Regions from separate parts of the Athene noctua genome. Here region 1 is linked to region 2. The links are chromatin contacts, called in public Hi-C maps. All regions are on one chromosome and are shown on one strand. The core of a region is the stretch at or near the end of the contact, and the rest is flanking DNA. Distances in the headings are between cores, read along the strand shown. Region 1 holds the start of WIPI1 (WD repeat domain, phosphoinositide interacting 1). Region 2 holds the start of CEP112 (centrosomal protein 112).

Region 1 (2,700 bases), core at 130-2,629, 490 kb before region 2:
AATGGCCCCTGTAGGCAGCTAGCTGAAAGGAAGATTGACCAACATAGTTGCATCAGTCGAGCTACAAAAACAATTGTGTTGCCCAAGTCTCAGATACTTCTGTGGCTCTGCTCTATCAGTCTTAATTTTAAAACCAGCTCATGGTGATTACCCAAGCAACAGTTGCTCAGAAGCTGGTTTTTGAACTACAAGGCACCGACTCCCTGGTTTTGTTTGTTGGGTTTTTGTTTTGTTTTGTTTTAAGCTTTTTCCTGCTCCACAACTCCATTTTCCATCTGACATCCCTGTTTCAAAATCCAAGTGTGCTGATCGACAGGGACAGTCTCAGGACATTCAAAACCAGCTATTCTGTTGAATTTTGGGGTTTTATTAGAGCTTCCCACTAGGCCCCTATGAATAGAAGATGTTTTCCCCCAAAAACATGATGAATTTAAAATTATTTCCCCTGCAGCAGCCCTTGCAGTGTCCCTCATGCGCTGTGTGTCCCAGGGACGTTCTGCCATCCGCCTCACTCCAAGCTAATGTTTTGAAGCTGTGTGTTTTCATACTTCCTCCCCATAATCTATCATTGTCACAGTTGCAGGTTATAAACTCTGTGACAGGGGAATTATTACGGACACTCGAAGGCCCACACGCTGCAAAGGGGGATTAATCGAGGCGGATATATGCGTCCACATGGAGTCTGCCTCATGGAGATGGTATTGCATGTGGCTCTTTTTTCCAAAGTCCTGTGGTGCACATCAAGTGATCGAGGGCCAATGACTTCAGCACTCACATGAGGATTACTCATCTAATGAGGGGGTTTGCAGGCTCTGCCCCTGCGTTTCTGTGCGCTGCTAATGTCATCGGACTGACTTGCAGAACATCGGTCATTTAGGGACTGGCTTGGGGTTTGTTTTTCCTTGCCTCCCCCCCCCCCCCCGGCCCAGTTGATGTGACCCCACAAGGCAGCAGCGGCGTTAGAAGCTGTTCCCTACGCAAACGTTGCAAGTTTAGCGTCTAAATTTTGTCAAAAAGGGAAAAACCGCCCCTTCGGAGCACCGGCCCGCGGGTGGGCGGCGGTGACAGCGGTGTCACCACCGGCTCCCCCATCCCTCTTCCCCCCGGGAAGCCGCCACCCCCCCGTACCGCAGCGATGCGCCCCCAGATGTGCCCCCCCCCCCCCCAACATCTGCCCGGGCCCGTCTGATGCAACGACAACATCACCACGTGGCCACGCGCAGCCGTTCCCCGCCGCCAGCCAATAGCAGCCGGTTCCGCTAACCCGGGAGGCGGGACCGACCCGCCTGCCCCTCGTCCATAGGTCAATCCGCGAGTCTATCCGCGGGTGGGGCGGGTTCTCCGGCGAGGCGCGGGCCAATGGGAGGCGGCGCCGCCCCTGGGCGCCGTGGAAGCGGGCCGGGGCCGGCGCGGGGGCCGGAGCGGGCCGAGCCGCCGCGCCCGCTCCATGGAGGCCGCGGCCGAGGCCCCGGGGGGGCCCGCGGCGCTCAGCTGCTTCTCCTACAACCAGGACTGCACGTAAGCGGGGCGGGGGGCGGGCGGGGGGGCGATGGCAGCGCGGCGGAGCCCGAGCCGGGCGGGGCTGGCCCGGCCCCACCGCCCGTGACAGCTCGGAGCGGGGCCGGCCCCACGGCGGGACCCCCGCGGGATTACACACACACACACACACCCCTCCACGGGTCCGCGGGGCCCCGGGCGAGGCGCTTCTCCCCACGGCCCGAACGGGGCTGGCCCCGTGGGGTCCCCCGGCTCACAAGGCCCTACCGCTCGCCCCCCGCTTTGGGCGCACCCGGCTCTCGGTTGACATCCCAGTCGCCCCCAGGTTGGGTCCCTGGGAGGCGGCAAATTCCGAGGAATGGCTGGTTTGTCGCTTCCCCAGCAGTCTGGGAGGCAGTTTGGATGGTCAGGGAAGTGACTCCCTCCGAGGGCTTTTTCCCTTGGCCTGTGCTGTGGCCACTTTGTAGCTGGCAGAGTTGCCCAGGGCTCCGTGCGGGCTCTTGGCAAGCAGCCTGTGCCAAAGCGTGGCCCCCCCACCACCTCAAGACAACAGAGGGTTTCCTTGGAGCCTCTCGCCCTTACACCGTTGCTAACCTGGGGTTTACCCGCTGCAGAGCCAACCCTCTAAGAACCATTTCCAACCGGGACGACAACCACCCCAAAGCAGCGAGCCACATCTGGCAGCCCTAGCCCGGATTATGGGGTACCAGATAAGGATCACAGATACCAGCCTCACCCCTGGAGATATCGTTACCTGTGCAGCCCCGCTTTGCATTTGCTGGGGCTAAACAAAGAGCGCTTTGATGGGTGGTGATGTGCTGCTGACAGGAACCTACTGGCCACCGCCACCAGCACAAGCGCTGTGCGGTGGTATTCTGGGCTGGCTGCTGATTTAAGACCTAGAGCTTGCTGCTTACTATATCTGGAACCGAGTGGAGCCAGCACTTGGCATGAGCGTGCCTTGCGCTGCATGCCTGCACCCACTGCTGTGGGCAGGGAGAGCAAAGCTTCCCCAGCCCTCACAACTCAGGGTGTCAGTGCAAATAGGTCAGCTCTCGGTTTAGGAAACAGCCCCTTTTTATGTCACAGAGGTCCTGTTTGCAGCCTCCTGGGTAGAGCTAATGCCTGTTTGTTCATTTACTAGCCACAGGACCATACAAATGTCTCAGTGGTTTACTTGCCTTCTGTTGGCTGCAGTAGCCT
Region 2 (2,700 bases), core at 29-2,528:
GACCTATGCTGTAGTTTTAGAACATGAGGCTTCATATCCACAACACAGTGGTCAAATTCTGCATCCAGATTTTCCCATACTTCCTCTTCACCATTCATTCTGAAAGAACACCAAGTAACCTGCAAAATGATTCCCATTGAAGTAGAAAAGATCAAATACTAGTACACATTAGTCTCTGTTCATCTTAGGCCATGCAACAACATGCTCTGGAACTACATGGAAAATAAAAGTATTTTATTATGTTCAAATAAACATAAACTTACGAGTGATTCTTTGCAAACAGACATTCAGTGTAATCTACAAAAATGTGTCCGTTTAGATTTGGAAATAAACAGTCAGCCATACAGAAATGTATCCAGTTACACACCACTTGTATAAAACACCTAACGGCATTTGTGTCCTAGCCCCATTCATTAATTTTTCTTCCTTAGAATTAGTCTGTTGTTTGGGGTTTTCTTTTTTAAGAAGAGGGGACAAAAGAGCATGAACAGCAAATAGACCTGTAAATTAGAAGTTACAGAACCAACAAATATTGTCAGAACCGGTTTTTTTAACACAGTACTGAAAAGACAGCCAAACAAGAGCTCTTCATCCAAGGTCACCTGTCATTAGTTTCCCAGCTTTTTGTACATTTTTCTGTACGTTTGAGCTTGCAGATTAGCACGTCTCTACCAAGTTAAGCAGAACACAACCGCCAGCGGGCCGAAGCCGCCAAGGCCGCTCCCCAGGGACAAGCCCCGTTCCCCGCGCCAGGCCCAGGCCCAGGCCCAGGCCCAGGCCCGGCCGTACCCCCCCGGGCACCCCGGCCCCGAGCTCCGCCCGCGTCCCCCACAAGACGAAAACCAGCGCTTCCCTCCCTCGGGGTGCTTCACCGCACCGCTTGCCAGGAGCCCCGAGGTTTACCACAGCGAATCACCCCGCCCGCGGGATGAAATTCGCGGGACCTGAGGCCCCAAACCGGCGCCACCCCCCGCACCCCCGGCCGGGCACCCCGCGGCCCCTCTCCCCGCAGCGCCCGCGGGACGCGCCGCCCCCTTTACCTCGCTGTCCCGCAGCGCCCAGGCCCGGGCCGGGCCGGCGGGTCCCGCTCCCCCCCAGCGGTGGAAAGGCCCCGCGCCGCGCCTGCCCGGCCGAGCGGCCAACGGTTCAAACCGGCCGCACCCCCGCTCCCGGCGGCCCGCGCGCTTCCGGTTCCGTGGGCACCGGCCCGGGGCGGGAAGCCTGAGGCGGGCGGTGGGCGCGCGGCGCCGCCTCCAGCCCCGAGCCGGGGGGGCGGTGTGTGTGCGTGCGTTATTCCTGCCCAGGAGCCGGTACGGAAAAAACTCTTGGGATTGAGAGAGCAAAACGGAGCCTCGGCCGTGGCCCCGTTACACCGCAAGAGCCCAATCACAGCCCGCGCTCGTTAATTACTGCCCGAAGTGATTAACGTCACCTCGCGCACGGTCCGTAGCGGCTGCCCCGGCCGGGCCCGCCACCCAAAACCACACACACATGCATGGATAAATATTTTATTGATCGTGCAGGCACATTAGAAATATGAACGAGGCCCAGCGGAGCCTGAGGGAGCACCAAGGGAGAAATGGGAGATGCCAGAAATTTAATGAGGGCGGTTTGGGGCCTCGTTACACGGGGGCTAAACCCGGCGGCTCAGCACGGCGGGAGAGCCTGGACCAGAGGAGTGAGGGTGCAGAAACGGCAGGAGATGACTCCGGGTTGTTTGGGGGGTGTTTCTTTGTTTTAATCGCCAGGAGGATATCAGCTATATCTAGTTTTGTATCTTCATTGTGATCGGTATTTGGGGGGGGGGCGGGGGGGGAAGCTTCCACTCAAAGCTCAGTGAAAAATATTTGTCACTCGGAAATCAAAGGTCAGTAAATCAGAAGTAGCTTTTGACTCAGAGCAACGTTTTTGTAGCTCCGTAGTGGGTGCCAGAAACATGAGCAGTTAAAATGAGACTGAAATTGCAGGTCCAGGCTGAATACTTGCAGAGGCAATTCTATCTGCAGTTTCTGAGCATTTCTAAGTGAAATTTGTTCAAGTATATCCTCGTAGATAACAGTGTGATTTTGAGTTCACTTTAAAACATTTACTGTGATAGAATCACAGAACGGTTTGGGTTGGAAGGGACCTTAAAGATCATTTAGTTCCAACCCCCTGTCCCGGGCAGAGACACCTTTTGCTAGCGCAGGTTGCCCAAAGCCCCAGATACATCATTTGCTCGATACTGCTCATGTTTCATGGGTTGTCCTATCCCAAGGACAGAGAATGTGATGGTGTGTTGCGGAATAGAAAAATGTAAAAGTGAATGCCTGGTATTTCTACACAAAAGATGCAGTTTACACTTTGTTTCATAGTCATGTAGTTACACGTGTTGTTTTGTAGTCATGTCAAGAAAACAACAATTAATCCAACAGAATCAGAGAAATCTTCCAGTCCTTTCAGCTCTTCAATCTCTTCCTGAGTCAGTGAAATGATTGTGGGTGAGTATGACCCCAAATAAAATATCTGACCTCTTTGATTCATTTATTTACCTTTCCTCAAAATCTGTCATTGGCCTTACTGTATGTATAGTGTCTAAAGTGCTTTTATCTCAAACGAGTAAGCTCTTCTAAGCTTGATTCACATGCACATATACATCAAGCAAGAATTTCTTAACTGTACAGTAGAAAATTGGCTGTTTTCTTTGATTTCTCAGCTAAT

What was found. Hi-C and Micro-C count contacts between places; a contact is called where the count stands out from the background.
Region 1: a Hi-C map of heart shows a contact between it and region 2, with 3 times the contacts expected there. The contact joins the promoter of WIPI1 here to the promoter of CEP112 in region 2. A contact is called at or near these places in 2 of 2 Hi-C or Micro-C datasets (heart and liver).

What each region holds. Positions count from the first base shown.
Region 1 is chr18:11,879,952-11,882,651 of bAthNoc1.hap1.1, reverse strand. It overlaps WIPI1 (WD repeat domain, phosphoinositide interacting 1), which reads left to right and starts at 1,379. Exons shown (of 13, transcript XM_074922047.1): 1 at 1,379-1,518. The coding sequence starts at 1,448.
Region 2 is chr18:11,390,838-11,393,537 of bAthNoc1.hap1.1, reverse strand. CEP112 (centrosomal protein 112) reads right to left here and starts at 1,278. Exons shown (of 27, transcript XM_074922183.1): 1 at 1,041-1,278; 2 at 4-158.